2 separate regions of the Mus musculus genome follow, and region 2 is linked to region 1. The links are chromatin contacts, called in public Hi-C maps. All regions are on one chromosome and are shown on one strand. The core of a region is the stretch at or near the end of the contact, and the rest is flanking DNA. Distances in the headings are between cores, read along the strand shown. Region 1 overlaps Serpini1 (serine (or cysteine) peptidase inhibitor, clade I, member 1). Region 2 has its middle 29 kb from the start of Gm25846.

What was found. Hi-C and Micro-C count contacts between places; a contact is called where the count stands out from the background.
Region 2: a contact with region 1 is called in a Hi-C map of centroblasts, with 1.6 times the contacts expected there. The contact joins two enhancer-like sites. A contact is called at or near these places in 4 of 39 promoter capture datasets (the C10 cell line, the HPC-7 cell line, embryonic stem cells and 1 more), 1 of 484 Hi-C or Micro-C datasets (centroblasts), 1 of 115 datasets of contacts at active chromatin or transcription factors (embryonic stem cells) and 1 of 9 other capture datasets (liver).

What each region holds. Positions count from the first base shown.
Region 1 is chr3:75,571,122-75,578,730 of GRCm38.p6, reverse strand. All of the region lies in intron 1 of Serpini1 (serine (or cysteine) peptidase inhibitor, clade I, member 1), which reads right to left. Among named protein-coding and RNA genes, the nearest start is that of Serpini1, 17 kb to the right of the region's middle. Within about 2 kb of position 4,725, at least 22 of the 459 cell types and tissues checked have an H3K27ac peak or open chromatin away from gene starts, as enhancers often do. A contact at or near this core is called in centroblasts, where this site is marked.
Region 2 is chr3:75,739,839-75,747,447 of GRCm38.p6, reverse strand. No RefSeq gene overlaps it. Among named protein-coding and RNA genes, the nearest start is that of Gm25846, 29 kb to the right of the region's middle. Within about 2 kb of position 3,182, at least 43 of the 459 cell types and tissues checked have an H3K27ac peak or open chromatin away from gene starts, as enhancers often do. A contact at or near this core is called in centroblasts, where this site is marked.

The sequences.
Region 1 (7,609 bases), core at 3,476-5,975:
TGATAAAAATAAATTTGAAATTACTCTGAGAGGAGATTCAATTACAGTGATCACAGTTCTGGAAGTTTCTCATGGAATTTCCTTTCTTTCAAGGACTTTTGTTCAAGCTATCACCCTTGAAACCTATTGTGCACTACAATGTATCATTTTTATGTACAGATAACCTTATGCAATTCAGACTTGCAGTTATGGGTTCATGTTTGCAATAAGAACTATGTCCTATGACTTGCAGAGATTTTTGAAAGACTAGACATGGTCAAGAAAAAAACTGAGTTTGTTGGATGAATGGTTTAGAAATTACAGATTAGATTGTAATATGTCTCTTTTACTGTCTGAGACAACTGAGAGGTGTTACCAAACATGCCTGTGGGCTCTGGGAAAGGAAGAAATGAAGTAACTTAGGAGGCAAGGAAGACGGCTAGCAGGATGGTTGGTTCCGGTTGCCAACTTGACACACATAGGAAGAAGGAGCCTCAACTAAGGAACTGCCTCTATCAGTCTGGTCTGTGTGTATGTGTGGGGGGTGCTCCATAATTGATGTAGGAGGGCCCAGCCCACTGTGGATGCCATCATCTCTAGGCACAAGGGCTTGGGCTGTATAAAAGGCAGCTTAACTTGTGTCAGGGAGCAAACCAGTATTCAACATTCCTCCACTATCTTTGCTTCAGTTTCTGCTTGAGTTCCTGCCTCAGCTTCCAACAATGATGACTGTGATTGGGAACTGTAATTTGAAATAAACCCTTTTCTCCCCAACTTGCAATTGGTCATGGTGCTGATCACATCAACAGAAAGCAAAATAGGAAGGCTAGGTGATAGGGAGAAGAAATGTTCTACTAGGCAACAGAGAACTGAAAAGTATTCTGGGGTGGGAAGGAAGGACTCAGGCAAGCACTTAATCCCATGACTCGACACTGGACACATACTTTCCATGGTGAGCTCTAGAAAACAAGAAGGGATTTATTTAGTGAAATCTAGAAGTGGAGGCCCATAGAGTGGCAGCCAACATGTGAAATATGTCATAACTAAATACACAATGGGTGTGTGTTCAGTGAACATCCATTATTTTAATGTACCATAAATGGTTCTGCCTCTATGAATTTACCTGATTAGTGATCTCCTGGCATTTATCAGATGTGTAATCACAGGTTCTTCAAGGTAGATACTTTAAAGGCCAGTCATGACCCTTAAGTTTTATGTTGAGATTGAAAATGTTCAAGTTTGAACAGCCTCTGGACACTTCAGAAAGCATAGATTTATGGTAGAATCTGTAGCTTATGAAAAGATATGTCCCAGAGAAGGAAGCAGAGCATTTATTTTTAATTGCATAAACAACCAAAATGCCTCTGAGCATTTTACAATTATGGACCAGTAGAGGTCTTTAAGAGGTACTTCCATCTATTTCAGTAGCTGGAGTTGCATCTTTATAGTCCAGGGTCTGGCTATAATGCTTGGTTCAGTTGATGGATAAATTCCCATTTCATCCATTTGGGGGATCTGTGGTATCCCACAGTAACTCTAAATCCTTCTTCTGTTTTTCCTCCTGCATTGCATGCCTAATTAACTCATATAAAAATGATAGTTGAGATTACAAATTCTTAAAATGAGTTAAAAGAGAGGTAAATGTGATGTTGAAGTCTTGGTCTCTTCTAACTAGAATTATTGGAAGTATACATTTTGAAAGGGGAGCTTGAAGTAAAAATTTTATATGACATCAATGAAGAAACAAATTTACCCTTCCTCTTTAAGAAGTTATGATTTATTAAATATTTTATGTCCTTAGGATTAAATTCAAATATTATATAGCTCATTCATTTAAACATACACTCTTTCTTAGCAGAAGTCAGTAGCATCACATATATTTTCAGCTTTTCCCATATCCATACTTTAGCTGAACACTGAATTTTCTGATATACAGTCCTCATTACATTTTAATGTAGTGATACTGATTCTTGGCAAGATATAGACGTATGTTTTTCAATCTTTGCCTCACACTCAAGGAGTATGATCTACTCTTCACTATACGCAGTCTGTAGTAGGAGACAGAGATGAGGTAAACTAAAACAGAGCGGGGAGGCTCTTCTAATGTCCAGATGTCTGTACATGCCTACATCCCCTCCAATTGCAGGAGAGAGAGGGAGACAGAGGGGCTTAGCACCACATTCTGAACTTCTTATAAAAACAACAACAAATTGCTTGTGCTTGAAATATCACAAATCTCCAATTTCCCATCCTGCTTAATAGAAATCTTTAATTTCCTACTTCTTTTCACAGTGAGAAACTATTTGAAAAAAATACATAGGATTGGTTGTTCCATAGTTTAATCTTAGTTGTGGAGAATAAGCTTTGAGAACTTTATTTGATACAGTTTGAATCTATCTGTATAATCACAAGCTTACCTCAATTTACCCAAACACAGACATTCAAAACACTTGTAAGTAATTCAATAGCACTGCTATGCTTTGAATATAAAATATCCCTCAAATTTATGTGTTTTGTATTTGGTCTTTACTGGGGATGTGAAATTGGGAGGGGAATGGGTTATATATTAGCCCCTCCTCCAAACTTCCAGTTCCTATGACAAAATACTTTTTGCAAGATCAACTTAAGGGAGAGTTTATCCTGGCTCACAGGTCAAGTTTATAGTTTATCACGGTGAAGAAGTAAAAGTGGCATGAGCTTGAAGCCAGTGATCACATTATTATAGATGCACAGGAAGAGAGACCAATGGATGCATGCTGCTGCTCAGCTTCCACTTTCACTTATATAGTTTAGCACCCACCCAGGGAATGTTGCCACCCATAGTGGGCAGGCCTTCCTACCTCAATTAACTCAGTCAAGATAACCCATCAAGACCACCCATCAATATATGTCCAGTAGCTATCTTCTAACTAGTTCTCTATTCTGTCAAGTTAGCAATCCAACAGTAACCATTTTACTGTCTCTGTGAGATAAGCATCCACTGTCACTATCTCCTTCAGTCATTAATTCTGCTTTGACTCAGTCCCAAAACTATGAAGCCAGCTGGCTTTAGACCTCTGAAACCTTTAAAACCGTAAGTTAAACCTTTCCTCCTTTAAATAATTTCTTTTACATGTTGCTCATTGCAACAAAACACTGATGAATGCAAGAATATATTAAATGTATGAATGGGCTCATAAAACTGAAAAAAAAAAACTCAGAAGCTTGCAATGTCATAGGATCAATATAGACACACAAAGAGTCTTGGGCAGTGAAGAGGCTATATTTTACCTAGAGACATTGTTTTCCTTAAAATAGAAATTCTGCTAGGCATATTTATTTCATAATGTAAGGCAGTTTTCGGTTACAAAGTTGCCAGTTTTGATATCTGACTTAAAATAACCATGCTGTGTTTTAATAGAGTCTTGATTTGTCTGAAATTAGAACTATATATGTGCACATGTTCATGTGTACATAAGTGCATGCATGCAGAGGTTCACATGCATGTGTGCTTGTGTGCTAGTACATCGGGAGGCCAAACATCAACAGGAAGTATTTTCCTCAACTGTTCTCCTCCTTACCATTTGCAACAGTGTCTCTGAATGAATCTGGCATTCATTGATTCAACTAGATTAGCTAGTGGACAAGCCTCGGGTCTTTCTTCCTGTCTTTGCTTCACCAGATGACAGGCCTGTGCTCCCAGGCTTGGCTTTTATGTGGTTTTGGAACTGAGTTCATGTCCTCATGCTTGCAAAACAAAAAGGGGACTTTAGAAACCTTTGAACATCATTGTTCGTATCATGACTTTCATTAATATTTTAATTGGCTTCCAAATATAATGAGCTCACATACTTTTCTACTTTTAGAAATTCATAGTTGCAGAATGTAAGCAAACCCTGAAGTAATTTACAGAAATTCACCAACGACTTTAGTTACTTTTGAAATCATGGTCGGCTTGCAGGAGCATGTCTTAGGGAGAAACAATCATAAAATCGATATGATAGGGTGATCCCAGGGGTAACCTAAGAAATTTTTTTCTGTCACTTTCCTCATTATAGTAATGGGAATTAAACCAATAATTGACTCATAGGACAGTCATAAAAATCAAGGGGATAAGATATATATAGACATTGGCACAGTGCTTTAAGTCATAGTAAAGTTAGTGTCTCGAAAAACAATACCATTTTCTGAATTTTCCCTAAACAAGACATGCACTGGCTCCTTAAAACTATCCACTGTCAGTTCACATACCAAGAACTGCTTCTGTATAGCATACAGATACCAGAAAAACGTGAGCATAACTCTATAGTTCTGTGTCATCTCCTTTGCTTCATTAATTTTCCTTGGAGTCATTTTGTTCTTTCTTACTATTTCATGGCTGGAAAACAACTTTTCATACAGCTTTATGAGCTTAACTGCAAAGAGAGAAAGCTTATACAACATATAATGTATTCCTCCGCCCATCTCAAGCATTTCTGCATGAACGGTTCCCATAGATGGAAAAAGAGTCAAAGCAGCTGTGTGGAGGAAGCAAAGGTTTAGTTTTACTTTCCTTTCTCTGAAAATAAGTCACTCTCTTTACCAATATCTATAATTTTGCTTCTTAATACACACACACACACACACACACACACACACACACACACACACACATACACACACACTCAAAACAAGTTGTATGGAAGCTTTAGGGAGAGTGTTACCATCCCCTCTCAATGGAAATGCAAGAATTTGTGCTCTTTGTCACACATGCTGATCATCATTTGAAGTCTCCAGGCTGGTCCTTCATTCACCCAGCTAACTCAGTGAGCACCACCCTAACCTCATGCCTCTCTGGGGATTACTATCAGAATACTTCAATCAATATTTGGTTTTCCTAATTCCATAGGGCTCTTCATTCCTGTCTCTCTTGCTTTCTATTACTGAATCATTGTCAATTTGTCTGAACACTGAACACACATATAAAGTAGCAATGTACAGAAATGTAAGCACATTGCTTAAACAAAACTGCTTTTGAACCAGGCTGAAGGCATGAACAGATGAATATAGTGAGTTTTCCATCCAGGGAGCTGGCTGGATTTGGGAGCTTAGTGACTGTGCCACAGGGTAAACTCCCCTGTGGGAATTCTCTACCCATTTGACTGATAAGATCTTGTTACAGGATTTTGTTACATGGCCATTCTGAAGAGAAGGAGAGAGGTAAATACTTAAGATGTTGAATGTACTTTTTAATGTTCTTGCTGGGGATCGAACCTCGGGCTTTGTGTATACTGGGTATGTTCTCTACCTCTGAGCTATAGCCTGAGCAAAGGACTAGTGTATATTTTAAGAAAAATGCTGTCTAGGTACTGAGAGCAATTACTGTGGCACATTCCATATGATAGATGATTTTCAGTGATGGATTATTTATGCCAGCTAGCTAGCTGGATTTATGACTCTGAGCATGAAAAGCCCAGGTGTCTTAACATGCTTTGTGGCCATGGAGGCATACAAAATCAAAATGAGAAAATTTCCAAACAGGGTAAATTAGAGTACTGAATACCCACGAACACAATGAGAGGAAATGAAGCTGGGTATTTTAATCAAAGGTGACATCTTTAATCAAAAAGCAAGTGGTGATTTTAAAACAGTGATTTAAAAATGTCCAAGGCGGCATTGTTTTGTAACACAAAGCCAAGTGAATGCAGATGCACTGTCCTTTAAAGATCTCCATGCTTCAGAGTTTCAGCCTTAGAACTATCTCCTTCTTCATCTAAAGTTTTATAGGCAAAAATTTATGGTAAAAGATGATCAAGTAGCACATTTGCCATCTTTATCACTTTGAATTATGTATAATTGTTCTACATTGTTCTTATTGCTCACTCACAATTTCCATTGTTGTGAATTCCATTCCTTGGGACTTATATTTCCCTATCCCCTGGGTGATAAAGGTCACAGGCAAGAAATTAGCTAAGTGTAAAACAACTGGGCATAGTGGAGACGGTGGCACACTGGCATTTTGATTCAGTAATCAGACACACTTCCCTGTGGGTTGACTGCTAACCTGTAGCAATTTAAAGACAATAGTTGCTAAATCCACATTTCACTTGGATCTAAGTTATTTTAACCAAAACTGTGAGGCCACTGTTACCTTCTCTGCTTTATCATTAGTTTGTTTTATCTTAACTATATTCACTGCTATAAATGACTTTGCATAAAATTCAACCCCTTTGTCTTCAATTGTGCCTTGTCTGATATAAACATGGCTACCTACATTTATATATTATTCCTCTCCACTCTTTTTCTTTACCCCAGTACAGCTTTATTTCACTTCATTTTTTAAACTCTGCATAACAGGATGATAAGATGTAGCTCATTTGGTAGGATGTGAGCCTACTCTACATGAAGCCCTGGGTTGAATACCTAGCATCCATAGAAAAGATCTGGTACCATCGATTTGAAATTCTAGCACTCAGGAAGCAGAGGCAGGAAGATAAGGAGTTCAAGGTCGTCCTCAGTCAGACAGACCATCCTGGGAGATGGGAGTCTGTCTCATAAGAAGAAAAACGTTGTGTATGGCTATAATCACATCACTCCAGAGGCTGGGACAGAAGAATCTCACATTCAATTATAGCCCGTACTAAAAATGAATACCTTACCTTTAAACTTAGGAACTACAACTATGTATGGTCGGAATAATTTGTTTGGTATGCTGACACCCTATTTTAAAGCTTTTCATTCTGCTTTGAGCTTAAGAGTGTGTCTTCTACAAATGTGAAAAAGCATTTACTGACTTCATCATTGGTAGAAAAAAAGAGTTTATTATGGGGGCCGTAGAGATGACTCAGAGGCTAAGATTGTTTGCTGCTCTTCTACAGGACCCATGTTCTGTTTCTAGCACATATGCCCAGTGCTCAGCAGGCTTTTAATTGTAACTGATGTTGCAGCATCTACAAACCATTCATTCTTATGGTCAAATAATACTTTGCCATATAGAAATTGTATCAACTTTTATGTAGATTTGTTTCCCAAATTCTCTTGGGCATACTGCTAGAATACTATTGCTGAGGTCATAGGCTAATTTTATGGCAAGCCTTTTGAGGAATGGCCAAAGGGTTTTTCAAAGTGGATGTGTGAATGCCTAGTATGCTCAGAGGTCAGAACAGAAAGTTCAATTTTGTCAAACCTTTGCCAATAACTATTACTGCCCCTTTTTTACTTCAATCAATTCTATAGGTGTCAGCTTCCCATTTTGATTCTGAATTGAATTTCCCAAATTTCTAATGATGTTACCACTTCCAATTTATTTAAAATAGATTTCCTCATACAATACATCCTGATTAATTTCCCCTCACTTTAGTCCTCCGGGTTGCTCTCCAGCTCCCCTGCCATAGAGGTCCACTCCCTTTTCTTTCATTAGAAAGGAAGATACTTCTAAGGGATAACATAAGAAATAAGATATAATAAGATAAAAAAAAAACCCACCATATTGAAGTTAGACAAGGCAAACCAATAGAAGGAAAGGAGCCTAAAAGCAGGCTCAAGATCAGAGGCTCACTGGTACACAAACACTAAAGCTCCATGAAAATGCTAAATGGAAAAACAATATACATGCAGAGGACCCAGTGTGGATCCATGCAGGATCTGCTTTTCCTGCTTCAGTCCCTGTGAC
Region 2 (7,609 bases), core at 1,933-4,432, 170 kb before region 1:
CACAACCAGAAACTTCCATTTCACCCTGCATAGGGAGATCCATCCCTTCCAAGTAGTCTCTTACCCTATAAGTAATCTCTGTGGTTATATGAATGATACCCTGCTTAACAATGACCTAACAGCAAATATCCACATATAATACCTACCATATTTTTCTTTCTGGCTCTGCGTTATACCACTAAGGACAGTTTCTTTTCCTGGCTCCATTCATTTAACTGCAAAGTGTATTTTTAAATATCAAAGTAATATCCCATTGTATAAATATACCACATTCTCCTTAGTCATTAATCTGTTGGTGAATATCTATTTAGTTTCCAGTTTCTGTCATTAGTGAATAGAGCTTAAGTGAAAATGAGTGAGCAAAGGTGAGAGGGGGTAGGATCCTTTGGTTGCTAGAACTGAGTCTCTCCAAGTAGATCCGATCCGCAGTGGCCTGAGAAACTGCTGTACTGAGTTCCATAGTAGCTGTACAAGTCTGTACTCCCATCAGCAATGAAGGAGGGGTCCCCTCATACTGCATCTTTACCAGCATGAGAAATATTTATTTTATTGACCTTGACCATTTTAACTGATGTAAGATGAAATCCCATTTTTTATTTGCATTTCCCTGATGACGAAAAATGATGAACATTTAGGTGATTCTTAGCCATTTGTGTTTCCTCTTCTGCAAATTCTGTTTAAATTTGTACCCAATTTGTAACTGGGTTATTTGTTTTCTTGATGTCTGGGTTGTTGTTGTTGTTGTTGCTGTTGTTGTTGTTGTTGTTACTTCTTTATATATTTTGAATATTAGCTCTCTATCAGATATGTAGTTAGTAAAACCGTTTCCCATTTTCTAGCCAGCCACTTTCTCAGAATGATGATATTCTTTGATATACAGACGCTTTTCCATTGCATGAGGATTGTTAACTGTTGCTCTTAGTGTCTAGGCTATTCGTATTCTCTTCAGAAAGTGCTTATTTGTGCCAATTAGTTAAAGACTATTTTCCACGTTTTCTTCTATCAGATGTGGCATATCTGACCTACATTAAGGGCCATGATCAGTTTGGAGTAGAGTTTTGTCCAGGATGATAAACAGACATGGAACATTTAGTATCAAAGGGTGATTTGTGAGGGAGGCAGAGCCACGAAGGTGGAGGTGCACACAGCTCCTGGGGCTGCATAGAGGCAGAGATGAAAGTGAGTCCTCCCTGGATCCCCTGGCTTAGGCTACCCTGCACGAGGCCATAGTTGATGGCCCCAGCAGCCACAGCAGGGACCAGTGTCCCATCCTGTCTTTGCTGTCAACCCTGCACACAGCATGGAAAAGCAACAGTGTCAGAACCCAAGTCCAAGCTGGGGTACTGCCCTGCTGTGAGATGGAGTCTGCAGAGGCTTCAGTATACCCAGAACAACTATAAAAGTAAGGTGTGCTGGTAAGATACTTTTAAAAAGTGGTCTCATAGGACTGGAAGAAAGGATGGTGCAGCAGAGCCCAAACAGCGTGGGTATGGCAGGGAATGGTGGAACTAGAGAAGTGAGGGAACGATATGGGAGAGCTATGGAAGAGTGTGGTGTCAGGGTCAAAGAACAAGTCGTTCCTCGATGCTGGCCCACAGCATGGAGCCCCTGCTGCTGCTCATCCTACTGAAAGAAGGGGAGAAAGAGGCTGAGGTGTTTCCTACAGGCTTCAAGTGCAAAGGTTGTGGCACCTAAGACAGGGAGGTATACTTCAGCCTGGAGCTCCTTAGGAAAATGTCATTACTGAATAGAGACAGCTCTTTGCTGGGTGGCCAGGCAGCAGTGAGCTGCCACCCACTGCAGCTGCAGTCTCTATGACTTGCCTTGATGGGAGGAGGAGAATGTGGGGCTATGGCACCACCAATAGGCTGCAGGCACAATAGTGCTCAGGGAGCCTTGGGATAGCTGCACCACAGGCAGGGAAATGTGTGGTGGCCTGGAGCTCTCGTGGATCTGACCCTTGGACTCTGCTTAGAACAAGGTCACCCTGACCCTGGGCAGCAGCACACAATATCTGAAATGAGTGTCAGCGATGGTCCAGTGTACACAGTGCTCTAGAAAGGTCAAGCCAGACCAACTTTTAGGTGAAATTATTATTTGCATGTAAAACTTTTGAGGCAGAAAAAGAAGATTCTGTATGATACACGGCAGTTTCCAATGCGACTTCAACTTCAATGAACAATATATGATGGAGAGGTAGGACAGATAGAGGAGTAGGAGGAGGTAAGGCATAGTACAGAGATGCAAAACTTGAGATGCAATGGCAGTGACAGGTGTGGGAGAGGGCTGAGGTGGAAAGGAGAGTATGTTCTTGCAAAGTAGGGCTGGCAGGGTGGTGGTGCACAGCCTGGACCTTGTTCAGGCTCTGACCCTAAGCATGCTGCCCAGTCACATTATCACCCTGACTCTGAGCAACAACAGGATGCCTGGAGAGAGAATGGTTCATTTTCTGGATTGAGATTCTTTGAAAGCCCTTCAAGGTTCATGCTGTCGCCCAGAAGCCATGTTGGTATCCATGATCTGCACTACAGCTGGGGACTTGCTGGTGTCCACAGTCAGTCTGTGCTGCAGCAGCAGGCAGTGCTGATGCTTTCAGTCCATGCAGTGCCCAGAGACTGTGAACGTCCATCATCTGTGCTTCTATTGGAGGCCAGGGTTTTACATTTAATATTTTTGTTGACTAAAGGTACCCAATTTTCTATCTTGTATTCAATGCCGAAGATTCTCTCTTCCATTTCTTCTAGTCTGAGACATACCTATGAAGTTTCTTTTTCAGTTCCTAAATTTTTCATTTCCTGTTTTACATCACCTTGTGTTTTCTTTATTAATTCTATTTCCATTTTCATGTCTTGAACTCTGTTCTTTATTTCATTACACTGTTTATGTTTCCATGCATTTCATTAGTGAATTTATTCATACTTTCCTTAAAAACCTCTAATATATTTCTAAAGGTTATTTTGAAGTCCTTATCTTGTGCTTTAGTTATATTGCTTTGCTCAGTGGCTAGTGTAATAAGCTTGCTGGACTCTATTGGAGACATGCTGTCCTGGCTGTTATTGATTCTGCTTTTGTGCTGGTTTCTAAGCATCTGGAATTAGGATGACTGTAATTCTAGGTGTGGATATCTGGTCTTGTCTTTGTTAGGTAGGGCCTCTGCTACTTAGTTTCTGTTCCTCTCTCTGGTTCTTATGAGAATGTGGTGGCTGTGAGTTGCCTGGTAAGGAGTGCTTCTGAGTCTCTGGCAGGGGTGGCCACTGGTAGAACATGTTTCTAGGTATTGGAGGCTGACACTTAGGAATGGGGATAGGCTAGGAAGAGGATCTGTGGGGTCCACAAGAGGGAAGAAAGCAGCATGTTCCACCAAGACCTGCCTAATTTCTAGAGAATGGAAGCAGAGAGTATGGAGAGGCCACAGAAGATCGTGCATCAGAGATGGGGTGAGAATGGAGGAGTGGGTTTGGAGGAGAGGACAGAGAGCTAACGTTGTCTACCTGCTTCCTCAGAAGGTGTGGCTGGCAGATTCTTAGGGAACAGCTATGGGAGTTCATAGAGGAAACAAAGGCATTGGGTAATGAGAAGCCATTTCTATTTTTGAAATATTGTGCGTTTGGTTTTGTTGAAGTGAAACTTGTACAAAATGTCTTTTGGTATTTGGTTTCTTCCTTTTCCTCTATGAATTTAGAAGTCGAAGGAACAAGTTAGATATAGTTAATTCCTGCTTGACCTTTGTGCAAATAAAACACTTTTGAAGACAAGGGGTTCTTCCTTGTTCATAATACAAAAGAAATATGCTTTATTTCAAAGCAAACATCTAACCTCTTTGCACAGAAGGAGCAAATGTCACATTTTATTTTTATTGACCCAGCAGTTTTGATCAGGGTGTCTACTAGATACTTAGGACACATTACATTTTTAACTTTATCAACCAATAAAATGCAAGTTCTGAAGGCATGCACTTTGTATCTCATTCTCCACAAACAGAGTACACATGGGAGAGACCCATGGCTCCAGCTGGATATGTAGCAGAGGATAGCCTTTTCTGGCATCAATGGGAGAAAAGGCCCTTGGGTCTATGGAGGCTCAATGACCCAGGATAGGGAAAGGCTAGGGCACTGAGGCACGAGTCGGGGGAGTGGGGAGTTGTGAGAGCACCCTCACAGAGGCAGGAGGTGGGGGAAGGGATAGGAGGTTGTGAGGGGAAACTTGGAAGGGGGAATAGCATTTGAAATGTAAATAAAAAACAAACCAATAAAAATATAAAAAAATAAGTCTTGGAAAGTTTCGTACATGTATACAATGAATGTCAACCATTTTCATTTCCTATTCTCCTTGTTCAATCACTTTCTCCTCCTGGTAAAACCATCTCCTCTCCCTCTCCTTGTAATACCTTCTCCTTTACAAGTCTCCATTCTACTTGGATGCTTTGTGTGTACAGGGCACATGGAGTTTGATTTGAGTTTCTCAAGTGAGTGTGGGTAAGAGTTTACTTACTAGAGCATGGATAACTTATCAGTGCCTTTCTCAGTGAAGAAAATGATGCACCCCTCCTAAGAAACATTAACTGTTTAAAGATGCTCAAAGGAATGGGAGGTGATGAGTCTCATCTGTTCTTCCCTGTCAGTGCTTCTGGGGCTGAGAAACTGCTGTTTGCCAAAAGCATAAAAAAACTCTCCCATAGATATTCCTGCTTTAGAGAACTAGACATTGGGGAAAGGATTTCAGTCAAAACTAACTTCAAATCAATCTATTTGTCATACACATAAAAATATAATTCTTGCTGGCCATGATGACCACATCCATAATCCCAGCTACTTGGGAGGTTGATCACTGATCTGTTTCTTTCATTGGAATTCCATATAATGTTTTATTTTCTTTACTTTTTCTTAAAAAATGATTTTATTTATTTCATGTATATGAGTACAATGTATGTCTTCAGACATACCAGAAGAGAGCATTGGATCCCATTGCAGATGGTTATGAGTCATCATATGATTGCTGGGAACTGAACTCAGGACCTCTGGAAGAGCAGTGAGTGCTCTTAAACAATGAGCCTATTCTCTGTCTGTCTAGTGGTTTCTTTTTTTTAATTTTTTATTAGGTGTTTTCCTCATTTACATTGCCAATGCTATCCCAAAAGTCCTCCATACCCTCCCCCCACTCCCCTACACACCCACTCCCACTTTTTGGCCCTGGTGTTCCCCTGTACTGGGGCATATAAAGTTTGCAAGTACAATGGGCCTGTCTTTCCAGTGATGGCTACCTAGGATATCTTTTGATACATATGCAGCTAGAGTCAAGAGCTCCGGGGTACTAGTTAGTTCATAATGTTGTTCCACCTATAGGGTTGCAGATCCCTTTAGCTCCTTGGGTACTTACTCTAGCTCCTCCATTGGGGGCCCTGTGATCCATCCAATAGCTGGCTGCGAACATCCACTTCTATGTTTGCTAGGCCCTGGCATAGTATCACAAGAGACAGCTATATCTGGGTCCTTTCAGCAAAATCTTGCTAGTGTATGCAATGGTGTCAGTGTTTGGAAGCTGATTATGGGATGGATCCACGGATATGGCAGTCTCTAGATGGTCCATCCTTTCGTCTCAGCTCTAAACTTTGTCTCTGTAACTCCTTCCATGGGTGTTTTGGTCCCAATTCTAAGAAGGGGCAACGTGTCCATACTTTGATCTTCGTTCTTCTTGAGTTTCATGCGTTTAGCAAATTGTATCTTATATCTTGGGTATCCTAAGTTTCTGGGCTAATATCCACTTATCAGTGAGTACACATTGTATGAGTTCCTTTGTGATTGGGTTACCTCACTCAGGATGATGCCCTCCAGGTCCATCCATTTGTCTAGGAATTTCATAAATTCATTCCTTTTAATAGCTGAGTAGTACTCCATTGTGTAAATATACCACATTTTCTGTATCCAGTCCTCTGTCGAGGGGCATCTGGGTTCTTTCCAGCTTCTGGCTATTATAAATAAGGATGCTATAAACATAGTGGAGCATGTGTCCTTCTTACCTGTTGGAAAATCTTCTGGATATATGCCCAGGAGAGGTATTGCAGGATCCTCTGGGAGGACTATGTCCAATTTTCTGAGGAACCAACAGACTGATTTCCAGAGTGGTTGTACAAGCTTGCAATCTCACCAACAATGGAGGAGTGTTCCTCTTTCTCCACATGCTCGCCAGCATCTGCTGTCACCTGAATTTTTGATCTTAGCCATTCTGACTGGTGTGATGTGGAATCTCAGGGTTGTTTTGATTTGCATTTCCCTGATGATTAAGGATGTTGAACATTTTTTCAGGTGCTTCTCTGCCATTCGGTATTCCTCAGGAGAGAATTCTTTGTTCAGCTCTGAGCCCCATTTTTAATGGGGTTATTTGATTTTCTGGAGTCCACCTTCTTGAGTTCTTTATATATATTGGATATTAGTCCCCTATCTGATTTAGGATAGGTAAAGATCCTTTCCCAATCTGTTTGTAGCCTTTTTGTCTTATTGACTGTGTCTTTTGCCTTGCAGAAGCTTTGCAACTTTATGAGGTCCCATTTATCAATTCTCGATCTTAAAGCATGAGCCCTTGCTGTTCAATTCAGGAATTTTTCCCCTATACCCATATCTTTGAGGTTTTTTTCTAGTTTCTCCTCTATAAGTTTCAGTGTCTCTGATTTTATGTGGAGTCCCTTAATCCACTTAGATTTGACCTTAGTACAAGGAGATAGGAATGGATCAATTCCCATTCTTCTACATGATAACCACCAGTTGTGCCAGCACCATTTGTTGAAGATGCTGTCTTTTTTCCACTGGATGGTTTTAGCTCCCTTGTCAAAGATCACGTGACCATAGGTATGTGGGTTCATTTCTGGGTCTTCAATTCTATTCTTCTTACTGCTTTTTATATTCTATCTTTATTTATTGCATTTGTTGTTCTGATTATTTTGTGTCAAGAGAAATTTCTTTTCTGGTCCAGTCTCTTTGGAGTTCTGTAGGCTTCTTGTATGTTCATGGGCATCTCTTTCTTTAGGTTTGGGAAGTTTTCTTCTATAATTTTGTTGAAGATATTTGCCGGTCCTTTGAGTTGAAAATCTTCATTCTCATTAACTCCTATTATCCATAGGTTTGGTCTTCTCATTTGTCCTGGATTTCCTGGATGTTTTGAGTTAGGATCTTTTTGCATTTTCCATTTTCTTTGATTGTTGTGCCGATGTTCTCTATGGAATTTTCTGCACCTGAGATTCTCTCTTCTGTCTCTTTTATTCTGTTGCTGATGCTCACATCTATGGTTCTAGATTTCTTTCCTAGGGTTTCTATCTTCAGCGTTGCCTCACTTTGGGTTTTCTTTATTGTGTCTACTTCCCTTTTTAGGTCTTGGATGGTTTTATTCAAATCCATCACCTGTTTGGTTGTGTTTTTCTGCAATTCTTTAAGGTATTTTTGTGCTTCCTCTTTAATGTCTTCTACCTGTTTAGCAGTGTTCTCCTGTCTTTCTTTAAGTGAGTTATTAAAGTCCTTCTTGGTGTCCTCTACCATCATCATGAGATATTCTTTTAAATCTAGGTCTAGCTTTTCGCGTGTGTTGGGGTGCCCAGGACTGGGTGAAGTGGGAATGCAGG